Regions from separate parts of the Sus scrofa genome. Here region 1 is linked to region 2. A link is a contact called in public promoter capture Hi-C data. All regions are on one chromosome and are shown on one strand. The core of a region is the stretch at or near the end of the contact, and the rest is flanking DNA. Distances in the headings are between cores, read along the strand shown.

Region 1 (6,342 bases), core at 2,798-5,297, 170 kb before region 2:
TGGCTGTGGTGTGGGCCAGCAGCTGCAGCTCCAATTCCACCCCTAGCCTAGGAACTTCCATATGTCACAGGTACAGCTCAAATAGACCAAAAAAAAAAAAAAAAGTTTTACAGCTTTGTTTGCTGACTTGTAGTAGAATAATCAACTAAGCAAATTCACCACTTTTTTTAATTACCTATTTTTAAATTCACTTTAATTTTATTATCTCATTTTTAATTTTTATTACTCAATGAATTTTATTAAATTCATAGTCATACAAAGCTTATTACAATCAAATTTTATAGTGTTTCCATCCCATACCCCTAGTGCATCCCCTAAACTGTCTAATTTTGAAACCATAAATATTTCAAGGTCTGTAATTCACTATTTTTAAACTTTTGTTTTATCTTTTTTCAGGGCCGCACCCACGGCATATGGGAGTTCCCAGGCTAGGGGTCGAATCAGAGCTGCAGCCACCAGCCTACGCCACAGCAGTGCCAGATCCAAGCCATGTCTGCTACCTACATCACAGCCCTCGGCAACACTGGATCTTTAGCCCACTAAGCCACGCCAGGGATCAAACCTGCATCCTCAAATCCTCATGGATACTAGTCAGGTTCATTACCACTGAGCCACAACAGGAACTCCTAATTCACTCCTTTTTTTTTTTTTTCCCGTTTGTCTATTTAGGGCCACACCTGTGGCACATGGAGGTTCCCAGGCTAGGGGTCTAATCGAGAGCTGTAGCTGCCAGCCTATGCCACAGCCCCAACAACTAAGGATCCGAGCCTCATCTGCAACTTGGATCACAGCTCACGGCAATGCCGGATCCTTAACCCACTGAACAAGGCTAGGGATCAAACCCACATCCTCATGGATACTAGTTGGTTTCATTAACCACTGAGCCATGACAGTAACTCCTAATTCACTACTTTTGATAGTAGTAATCTAGCATGTGACAGCAGTGAAAGTGGCAAACAAATTACTTCACTTTCCTAAACAGGCTTTGGAAACAAAGTATTCTCCCCAAGTACAAATGATGGCTACCCAGTATTCAGTAATCTAATAGGTTAGATTCCTTTGCCAGGCCTCATGCTTTGATGGGGTGATTTGGATTCAGGGTTTGATAGTTTCATAGATCTCTAAATTATATCTATCGAACAGTAATCTTGTCTTCAGTAAGAGAATCTAAACAAGACTACTTATTAAAAATCTAAATGTCCTATTTAGGTTATTCAGTCAAAGTGGCATAGCAGTAGCCAAGTTCTACACTGGGAATCCGAATACAAAAACCACAGTCCCAACCAACTACCCATCAGCTGGGGGAACCTGGACAAGTCACCTGACTTCTAAGCCTCCGTTTCCTCATTTACACACCAGGTGCCTTGAAAAGATGAACCCACCACCCTTTGGGCTTTTTATTGACTCCCTCAGCCCCAAACTGTAAAACAGATGATGCTCTTTATTAGTGGTTCACAACAAGAGAAGGAAAATATCAAAGTCTCAGGAGGACATCTAAAATTTGAAAGGACATACCAACATTATAATTTCATATTGGAATTTTTTAATATTATCAATTCTTAATACAAACTACAATAAAAGTTCAACAGCATCTTCCCAGCAGATGGAATTCCACTGATCAATAAATCTTTTTTTTTTTTTAGGGTCGCACCCTCCACATACAGAAATTCCCCAACCAGGGGTTGAATTAGAGCTGCAGCGGCCAGCCTATACCACAGCTCACAGCAACATGAGATCCTTAACCCACTTAGCAAGGCCAGGGATTGAACCTGCATTCTCATGGATATATTCAGGCTCATTACCACTGAGCCACAATGGGAACTACCGAATCAATAAATCTTTAGCTCTCCTAGGTAGGGTTATAGCATTTTTGTAAATGCTATTTTTCTAGATTTTACAAGTATTCTCTATTTTTTTTTTTTTTTCGTCTTTTTAGGGCTGTACCCGCAGCATATGGAGGTTCCAGGATAGGGGTCAAATCAGAGCTGCAGCCACCGACCTATGCCACAGCCACAGCAGTACCAGATCTGAGCCATGTCTGCTATCTACACCATAGCCCTTGGCAACACTGGATTCTTAACCCACTGAGCAAGGCCAGGGATCGAACCTGCGTCCTCATGGATCCTAGTCAGATTTGCCTCTGCCGAGCCATGACGTCAACTTGTGGATCCTCTATTTTTCTGCACTTCCATGACCTTATCCACTTTCAGCTCTTCAAAATATTTTGGGATATGGTTACAACCTCCAGATTTCTGGATGTGTAAAAAACTGATTTCATTTTCATTTAGTTATTTCTTAGGGATATAAATTGCTAAGTTTCCTCCAAAGCAGGCTGTAAGATGGGCTATGGGCTAATTCTACCTCTGTGGGTCTTTCCTACTTTTGATTTTCTTTGCCTTTTAGTAGCTCTATTTGCCTCCAGAACTAGAAAAATGCTACAGAACCTTCAAATCTTACTATTCTGCCTTGTGTGTGTCTCAGAAAAGCATTAAGTAAATAAATGTAATTAATAGAAAATTCACTGTTCAATGGAACCTGCATTTTAGTATCCACTGTAATATTCACAATACCAATGCTGGAGTGTTTTAAAAATCATTATTAGAAACTTAAAATCACCTAACATATCAGGTATATCACTCAAAGTGGCACAATAATCAAAATGCATTTATTATGTACAAAGCCAGTGGAATCTGTTTTACTTACCACAATTTCTTAACGACAGAGTTTTTTTAATATTGCCAATTTTTTCATTAATATGTGAGCACAGTTGTTCCAGATCTGACAAGGCCATCCTTTAAGCCGCTGAAGAAAAAAAACATATTTATTAAAAAAAAAAAAAAAAAAAAAAGCCAGACAAATTTCAGTTCACTTTCAAAAAAATCCAAGAATGGGAGTTCCCTTTGTGGCGCAGTAGAAACGAATCCGACTAGGAACCATGAGGTTCAGGTATGATCCCTGGCACTGCTCAGTGGGTTGAAGATCCCGCGTTGCTTGGGCTGTGGTGAAGCCCGGCAGCTGTAGCTCCCATTAGACCCCTAGCATGGGAACCTCCATATGCTGTGGGTACGGCCCTAAAAAGACCAAAAAAAAAAAGAGAGAGAGAGAGAGAGAAACTCCAAGAATGGTAAATATCCAGTAAGATACTTCTCGGAAAGAATATAGGAATTCCTGATGTGGTGCAGTGAGTTAAGGATCCAGCTGCGGCTGAGTGGATCCCTGGCCCAGGAAATTCCATATGACACTGGAGCGGCCAAAAAAGGGGGGTTGGGGGGAGAAAGTACAAAAACTCAACAGCAATTTCTTTGTTGTGAGCCACACGGGAAGTCCAACAGCAATTTCTTTCAATTCTATAAAATTCAGTTTCTAACCAAAGTCCAGTATTGACTTGTCCTAGAACCTTCTGTAGTTAATGTCCTACAAATCGGGGTCCAGGCGATAAGCGTGCATCATTTCCTTAAGGATTTAGAGGAACAAATGCACTATGTATATATAAAGTATTGGTAATTTATTTTTTTTAATGTTTTCTGTAAAAACTCAAAATACATAAAAATCTTAAAGAATTCTAAGTTCAAAGAAACAGGTCCAAGTAAACATTTCTGCTATGCTGTGGGGGTGGGAACTTTACTATTTAGGGTAAAGAGACGAGGGAGGGGAAGGAAAGAAATCAGGTACTATCTATCCGCTCACTCCGAGGATAGCTGACAAGTCTGCAGCATCCCCCCCAGCTCACCCAGCGAGGTAAAGTGAAGCTCTGCTCCTCCGCCCAACCCGGTCCGGCCCCGCGCGCCCCCCCCTCCGTCCGAACAATGCCTTCCGCCCGCTTTCCGAGGGCAAGATCTTCAACTCTAGGCTCCAACCTAGCGCGGGTCCCGCAGCGAAGAGCCCACCTACAGCGGTCGCGAAGCGTGTAGACCACTCCAGTCTCGGCCGGAAGTCCAGAATCGCGAGACTCAACTCCCGGAGCGAAATTCAAACTACCCGCCGGGACCCGGAGTCGCGCAAGCGCACTTCAGGGCTCTCGGACAGCGAGCTGAGGCGCGCCAAGCATTTCCGTGTTTATCCTGGGCCAAAGCTGGGCGGCGGCGGGGGCGAAGCGGGCAAAAGCTCAGCTGAGTCCGCTTTGGCGAGAAACAGAGCTAGGACGCCTGCCCTTCCTACTCCGTGCGGTAGCAGGTGATCTCAGTTGATCACCCACTCCTGACCTTGCTCCAGCCAGGAGTCAGTCGTTGTGGGAATCAAATCGCGAGCTGAAACAGCGGGTCTCCAAATTGGCTGCAAGTTAGAATCACCGGGGCAGTTTTTACAAATTCCAGTGCCTAAGCCGTACCCCAAATCAGTGAATTCACTCTGTTAGTGGGGTCCAAACCTTAATATTAAAAACAAACAAACAAAAACCCCAGCTAATTCCAAAAAGCAGCCAAGTTTGTGAGCTATAAGGCAGAGAGACTCTCTGCCTTCGTGGAGTTTACAGCTTCCGTAAGGGCGAATGCAAATTTAAAACGAGAAAAAAGTTTAGTTCTCCCTGTTGAAAAAAAGGGGAAATCATCCCAGGCCTGGTGTGGCAGTTCCACCATCATCAAGGATCCAGGATCCTTCCTTCTTTAGGCGCCACGGTCCCTGACATCACGCATTCTGGCGTTATGGTTGCTTGTGGTGCAAGATAATTGCCAGTTCCTTTCTCAGTTTTTTTTGTTTTGTTTTGTTTTTTGTCTTTTCTTGGGCCACTCCTGAGGCAGATGGAGGTTCCCAGGCTAGGGGTCTAATCGGAGCTGTAGCTGCCAGCCTACGCCAGAGCCACGTCTGCGACCTACACCACAGCTCACGGAAACGCCGGATGGTTAACCCACTGAGCAAGGGCAGGGATCGAACAGCAACCTCATGCTTCCTAGTCGGATTCGTTAACCACTGCGCCACGATGGGAACTCCCTTTCTCAGTTCTTTAAGAGGCAATGGTAACAAACAGGCTCACTTACTACCTGAAACAGCAACTTTAAAGAATTTTCTTGGAAACCACACCCAACGGCTTCTTTCCGCTTTCTACTGGTCACTCACATTTGCAAGTGAGACTAGAAAAAAAAATGATTAAACTTTTTTTGGATCTGGACAGTTACATTGCATCCTCAACAACATAGGAGTTCTTTTGGAAAGGGAGAATGAGAGAGCATAGGTGAATAGCTCCCTTGGCCATTTCTCCTTGTTTTTACGTTTCTTATTATGAGAGTTCTCCTGTGGCGCAACGGATCGCTGGAAGCGCTAGTTTCGGACCTGCACCTTGAAGGGCACCAGGCACAGGAGGTTAAGGATCTGGAGTTGCAGCAGTTGTGGCCCTAACCCTGGAAACTCCATAAGTTGCAGGGCTGCCAAAAACAAACAAACCTCTTTTATTATGGAAAATTTCAAACATTTGGTGTTAGAATTGTCCAAAGAACCCCCTCCTCAACTCATCATCCAGCTTTAACCATTGTTAATTTATCACAATGTTGTTTCATCTATTCCTCCTCTCATCACACCCCTTGCATACTGGAGTATCTTGAAGCAAATCTCAAACAGCATACTTTTTTCTTTTCTGTTCTTTTTTGTTTTGTTGTTCTTTGTTTTTTGGCCTCACCCAAGGCATGGGGAAGTTCCCGGGCCAGGGATCCAATCTGTGCCACTGCAGTGACCTGAGCCACAGCAGCGGCAACCCCAGATCCTTAACCACTAGGCCACCAGGGAATACCCTCAAACATTTTATCTTTTCATCCAAAAACCTTCCCATATCTACCTCCTAAAGATAGAAACTTTTTTAAAGTTGTTTATTTTAAAAACTGTTGGTTTGTTTGAATTAGAATCCAAACAAGATTTACACATTGTTATTTGGTTGATACATTTTTTAAATCTCTTTCAATCTCAACACAAAGCCTTTCATTGTAGGACTAAATGTCAGGCTTAAAATGTCAATATTCTATGAAAAACAATGTAACAGAAATTCACCCTGCAGCATCCAGGACAAACATTATCAGCTTATCTCCCAGGAGAAAATAAGTAGGGAGAAGAAAGTATAAAGGCACTGAATACAAGAGGAGAGGTGGGGAAATGGAGAAAAAATATGAATTGAGCAATTGGATCACACTGCTACTTCTTTCTGGAACTGGTTTACTTGGCAGGACTCCTTGAGTTGCAATGACAGAAATTCAATCCAAACTGATTTAAGCAAGAAAAAAAAAAAGACTATTTGGCTTATAAAACTGTATAATTGTGTGTGTGTGTGTGTGTGTGTGTGTGTGTGTGTGTGTGTGTTTGGTTATAGCTGAACCCAGGTACTCAAACACACTGTTAAGAAAGCCATCTCCATCTCTCAGT
Region 2 (6,435 bases), core at 2,092-4,591:
CTGTCTTTTTGTTTGTTTTGCTTTTGCTTCCCAAGGAAAGCATCATCCTCCTATTCAGGAGGGTTTGAGAAGGCACCTTCTTCTGCAAAGTGAGGTAACAAGACTGAAGGGCCATCTGAGAATGAGTCTCCAACTGTAGGCCTGTTTGTTTGTTTGTTTGGCAAAGTAGTGTTTAGATTTGCCAGTAGATTTGGAGATTTAGGATGTGCAAGTCAATTTTCTTAAAACAAACTACAGACTAACAACTTGAAAAAGTCTTGGCATACTCTAGGGGCCACAAAACCCAGTTTGAAGATGCAGCCTTAGGAGCATTTGGGAAACCAATCTACTGCGAAGAGGAGGAGAGAAATTGCTAGGATGGAGTTCTTATCAGTGAGCCAATCATCACAGTACATTTTTTTGGTAGGTAATTATATTAGTCATCTATTGCTGCATAACAAATTACTCCAAAACTTAGTGGCTTCAAACAACACACATGTATTAGCTCACAGTTTCTATGGGTCACAGACTTTATTGTCTTACAGTCCAATTAAGACCCAGCTTTTCTTGGAGTTCCCACAGTGGCTCAGTAGGTTAAGGACCTGATGTTGTCTCTGTGAGAATGTGGGTTCCATCCCTGGCCTCGCTCAGTGGATTAAGAATCTGGTGTTGCCTCAAGCATAGGTGGCAGATGAAGCTCAGATCTGGTGTTGTCATGGCTGTGGCATAGGCTGCAGCTGCAACTCCAATTCCACCCCTGGTCTGGGAAATTCCATTTGCCACAGGTGTGACTGTTTAAAAAAAAAAAAAAGATGCAGCTTTTCTGGATCCTCTGCTTTAGGGTGTATTATGTGGCTGCAGTCAAACTGTCATTTGGGGCTATGGTCTTCAAGTTGAGTCTGAAGGCTTGACTAGTCCAGAATCTGCTTCCAGTCTTACTAACTTCACTATTGGGAGAATTCAAATTGTTGAGGGTTGTTGGTCTGAGGCCACCCTTACTTACCACAGGGGTCTCTCTGAAGGGCGGCTCAGGGATATGACAGCTTGCTTCACCAGAGCAAGCATGTAAGAGAATTCAAGCAAGACAAAGGGCACAGTCTTATAACTTAATCATGGGTGTGATCTCCTATCACCTTTGCTATATTTTATTTGTTAGAAGAAAATAACTAGGTCCTGCCCATGCACAATTCACCTACAATTTTTTGAGTTCTATTTTGTGCAAGGCATTGTGCTAGAAAGTACAGAGGGTACAAATAGGGGTCAGGTATGGTTCCTGCCTTCAAAGTCCTTAGAGCCTAGAGGTGAGGGGAGCAAGAGATATTAGGACACACATAATACAGGGTGTGGTAAAGGGGACGTTCTCAAGAGAGGTGAAGGTGAGTGCTCTGGAAGTTCAAAGTTCTTCCCCTTAGTATGTGATGGAAACCCCACCTGTCAGGAGGAAGACCAAAGAACTCCCAGTGGATATCTTCTCTTTACTTTGAGAAGGCATGGAGCACAGAGCAGTGAAAAGTATGAGCCTTATACCACCTGGGGTACTTACTAACCATGAAGACTCATGGTCCACAGTGGATCAACTGGATTAGCATCCCCTGGCGTCCCCTTCATCCTGATACCCCGGCACATGCTTAGACTTTAGAGTGAGATAGAGTTGGGTTGAATACTGGCTCTCTGACCTAGAATGTCTCTTCCATCCCCACTCCCCCCCCACCCCCAGCCTCACTTTGCTCATCTGTGAAACAGAATTAATGTATGGACCTCCTTTATAGCGTTGCTCTGAGACAAGATCACAAAAGCAAAGGACTTGGCAAGTTTCCTGGCACAAAGTAAGTTTTCAAATGTCTTTATTATTATTCAAAGGAGGGAAAGCCCATATCTGATTTGGGGATTAGAAATCCACAAAGCTCTGGCCAAGAATAGTATTCTCCTCAGGGATGTGATTCAGTTCAGTCAGCATGAATTCAGCTTTTGATTTGTGCCAGGTATGATGGAAGCCAGAAAGTTGGAACTGGGTTGGGGGTGGGGAGAAAGGAGGGTGACATGAACCTCAGGTTGGTCCAAGGGCCTGGCAGGATTGCTAGCATTGCCTATCTGGCAGGTGGAAAAGTGGGTCTAAAGGTTAGAATTGGATTTGAGAGTTAATATTGCAGTAAGAGATGAAATGGGGGTGTGCCTGAGAAGAAATGTGAGATCTGGGAAATGGGCCACAGCTTTATTCAGGAACCAGGAAGAGAAAGCAGAAGGTGTGGTTAGTGAGGCTGGGAAAACAAGAGAAGAAGAACGACAGAGGCTAGGGGAGGAGGTGGTTTAACAACATGGGGAGAACCAGTTACCAGCCCGTGCTTCAGAGGGAGATGGCAATTTCAATAGGATGGAGCTGAGAGGAAACCATTTTGGAGGGTATTAAAGCAGCAGCTCTTCACCTTGGCTGTCATTAGAATCATTTAGGAACTCTTAAAAACCCCTTTGCCCAGGCAGCATCCAAGACAAGTTAAATCAGAATTTCTGGGAGTGGGAGCCAAGCATTTGCTTTCGTAAAAGTGATTCTCATGCAGAAAATGTTGAAAAACAGTGAATTACAGAGGGACTGGGTGTGGGTAAGTGGAGCCAGCAGTAGAAACTACCACTTCAAGAACTTTAGTAGAAAAGGAGAACAGAGGAAAAGTCAAGAGCTAGTGGAGAGATGGGACCACGGATGGAGCATGGTGGTGGAGCAGGCAAGGACATATGGAGCAAAGGTGGGGATTGGGCCTTCCTAGCCCGAGAGGAAAGAATCTGTGGCAGGGGTGAGGACACAGGATGCCAAGCCCCACACCCCGCCTTTCTGATGGGAAGGTCTGTGATGAGGCCCCATATGTTGTATTTCTAAAAAGTTCCCAGGTGATGCTGATGGTCCTGGGTGGTGGGGCGGGGTGGGGTGGGGCTGTCACACTTTCATAACTATCAGGATACGGGGAAGGAATAAGGGGAAGGAAACTATGTAGACAGATTTTTGAGGGAGAGAGAAATGATGGAATCATTTCCTTTTTGTTCTTCCCAATGTTATGAAGAGCTTCCTTTCAGATCCAAGAAGAGTTGCCCAAGCTTTGTTCACTTCCTTTATCAACCCTGGAAATAAAATCCTTTAGAATTATGGAGGAACTTAAAACTTCAGATGCTTGGGTCTCACCCTTCAATGAATCCGAGTTCCTCAGGGTGGGGAACCCCTTCCTTGGAAGGGCTTTAAAGCTCCTCAGGTGATTCTTACTGAGGAAGCATAGTCGAGAAGGGCTGCAGGTGGATTAAATGGAGATCCTGTCTTCCAAGTGGGAGGGTCTTAAATGGGATGAGTTTAAGAATCACCTTTCAGGGAGCGGGGCTCTAGAACAATTGTTCCAGCGACATAGATGGATGCTTTGGTTGAGAGCCACTCTCAGGGGCCATCACTCATTCAGGTACAAATGCCACCTCAAAAGACCAAATGTTTCTTCCTACAGCTCCTGCGCTCCCTTTACTGCCTCCTGCCAATTAATTTCCTCTTTGGCTGAAATTTCTACTTTATGTTGCAAGCAGAAGAGGGAGTGGCGCTGCCAATGTCACTGGCAGAACCGACAAAAGTAAATCAGGTAGGCAGCGGCAGAGGGACTGAGAGTGCGTGTGAGAGAGAGCGGAGAAAATGTGAGACTTCCCAGAAAAGCAAACAATTTTCTGATGGGGGTAGGGAGCCTAGCCGCAAGCTGTGGGTGAAACTGTCAAAGTGGAGAAGACTTCAGCTCCCACCTTTCCGATCAGGATTTCAGCGCAGGCAGCTCAGTTTGGCGGAGACAATCTTTGGTATATCCAAATCACCCTAATCTACGACATAACGATTTTTAATGATGCAGGTATTGAATGTAGCCCCGTAAATCCAGAGGAAAATGTATGGAGTCTTTCAGCTGCAAGCATTTCTCCTTTTTATTCCTCTTCTCCCTTCTCGGATACTTCCACCTCTTTTTTTTCTGATCTGCACCGGATCCCCGCCCACCGCAGGTGCCCGGACCCGGAGCGCACCTGTCCGGAGCGCGCCGGGCGTCCAGCAGGGGGCAGTCGGCGCCGGCTCCTTGCGCGGCCCCGCCCCCGGCCAGGAGGACCCCTCTGCGGCGGGGGCGCGAGAGGGCGCGGCGGGTTCGGCCCGGGCAGGGCTCAAAGGCGGCGGCGGCAGTGCGTCCGCCGCCCGCTCGGACGCGCGCCCGCCCTCTCCCTTCTCGGCCGCCCCCCTCGCCCGCGCCGCCTCCCATACCTGAGCCGGGAGCGGCGCTGCGCGGCCTCCTCCCCCGCCCGCCCGGTCGCCACTCCTGCCCGGCCGCCGCTGCGCCGCCACTGCCGCGGGAGTAAAGGTCGCGCCGGCAGAGAGCGAGCCGGCTGCGGCGCCTCCAGGAAGCCGGCGGGGCAGGTTGGAGAAAAGGGGAAAGAACCGAGAAACTCTCGAACAGCCCAGGAAGATGGCGCCAGGAGGGCCGGCCATGGACTGAGAGCCGCTGGGGCCGCGAAGAGCCGGACCCGCCCCCCATTGGGGCACGAGCGAGGGCAGCCCGCCAGGCACCGAGCTCGAGCCCGGGCCCGGCCCGGCCTGCGGGGTCATGTCGGTCAGTGAGCTCTACAGCCAGGTGAGTGCGGGCCGCCTCGGGCCCGGGGCACAGGTGAGGGCTGAGGGGAGGGCGGTCCTCGGGGGCGCCTTCTCCTGCGGCTCGGCGGGTAGGGGCGGCGGTGGACGCCTCTCAGCCTGCCCCCTCGCCGCCGCCTCCGCGCCCCGAACTTCGGGAGGCAGAGAAAGTTTGGCTGTTCCGGGAGCGCCCCGCGCTGACCGCCCGCGGCTCCCACCCCTGGCAGGCTCCCTGACTCGGTGCGGTTGCTGTTCTCGCCCCAGCTCAGTCCGGTCGAGGTCCCGATACCTTAGGAGCGACCCCACCAGTTCGGAGCCTCCGGCACTAGCACAGCCCCCCACGGTGCTCCCCTGCTCGTGGACCCCACATCGGGGCTCTGCATCGTGGGCTCCCAAGGGCGACCCTCGCGTGCCATTAAGGGGGATCCCTCAACTTGGGGGGTGTTCCTACATTTGGGAGTGGGGAGAGGGGGGACCCAACCTGGTGTGAGAGGCGCGGCGGCTGGGGTGGGTGGGTAAGCGGTGGGTGGAGGATGCTCCAGGGAGTTCCCGGGGAGGTGCATTCTCACTGTGCCAAGGATGGGCATTTTGAAGCGGGCGCTCGGCGGGGGGCACTTGGTGGGCTTCAGTCATTTCGGGGAAGGAATCGGAGTAATGCTGACGCGGGGGTGGAGTGTGGATTTACACGATGCTCTCAAGGTCAGAATGGATGTGTGTGGGGTTTGGTCCTCAAGAGTCGGGAACAGGTGCGGCCGGGCGGAGAAGCCCCGGTTCCGCAGCAGTTGCTTTGATTAAAGTTAGAGGCCAGCCACCGCTTCCTGAGCGCCCTCCGCGGAGCGGCAGTCGTCTGGACCCCTTCGGGTTTCAACTTGGCGCGGGGTGAGGGGTGGGAGTGGGGGTGTGAGAGGGGCAGAGGCCTTTCAGTACGAACCCCTCCCCTCTCAAAAAATAAAAAATAAAAAAAGTTTTGCCTGTTGTGACACCTAGGCTGCAGGCTTATCTTCTCTGTGGCCGGGACACATTTGACAGTGCCTCGCACCCACCTTTCTGCATGCAGAGGGGTGCGTGGTGTACGCTTGGGGTGTGTGTGTGATCCAAAGGACCAAGGCCCCTGGCCAGCAGGTCTGGGCGGGGAGCAAGAGCTACTTCCGCATCCTCACCTGGCAACTGCTCGCAGCTGCCCTGCGCGTGGGCGAGCCCTTCAGCTTTGTGGACTGGCCACCCATTTTCATTTGAAGAATTTTCTAATCCCTTCTTCCTCTTGGAGGGGGACAAGGCCCAGTTGGGATGACAGGAGATGGCAGTAGAGGGTGTAACCTGGCTGGGGGCGGAGTCTCAGCAACTTTGGCTACGTGCTCCTCCCCCATCTAGGTCCCCTGATGAATGACGGCTTCTAGGAGGAAAGGGTGTGAGGTTTGAGCCAGCAGGTGAAATCTCTGGCGTTTCTGGCTTTGGAAGGGCACCCCGCCTAGTTTCCCGTGGGAGTCTTGGGCGGTCAACTTTCAGTTCTTTTCCTGAAGTGGGTTGTCCTGAACCTTGACGGGAGGCTGGAAACCAATGAGGCAGGGAAAAATCTGGAGTATAAAGTGCTGAAGCTTAGTTAGGTTAAAGTGCATGAAAATACCATTTGTACTCCCAAGTAGAATGAGAGCCTCAACTGAGCATAGGTGCACCAAACATAATCATAAAGTCCTTTATCAGACAATAACTCATTTCTGTATTATGTGTAGCTAATGAACAATTGAATAACCCTCGACTATTGGAGCCCTGATTTTGAAAAACAAGAACATTGGGTTGCTTTTAAACACAGCTCTCTGGGAAAACAATTTGGTTTT

The links. Promoter capture Hi-C pulls out the DNA fragments that hold promoters and counts their contacts.
Region 1: a promoter capture Hi-C map of liver shows a contact between it and region 2, with 4 times the contacts expected there. The contact joins the promoter of SKA1 here to the promoter of MYO5B in region 2. A contact is called at or near these places in 1 of 5 promoter capture datasets (liver) and 2 of 47 Hi-C or Micro-C datasets (embryonic fibroblasts and skeletal muscle).

Annotation. Positions count from the first base shown.
Region 1 is chr1:99,974,059-99,980,400 of Sscrofa11.1, reverse strand. SKA1 (spindle and kinetochore-associated protein 1) reads right to left here and starts at 4,047. Exons shown (of 7, transcript XM_005654425.3): 1 at 3,858-4,047; 2 at 2,704-2,802. The coding sequence starts at 2,791.
Region 2 is chr1:99,807,840-99,814,274 of Sscrofa11.1, reverse strand. MYO5B (unconventional myosin-Vb) reads left to right here and starts at 3,341. Exons shown (of 39, transcript XM_021093027.1): 1 at 3,341-3,413. The coding sequence starts at 3,366.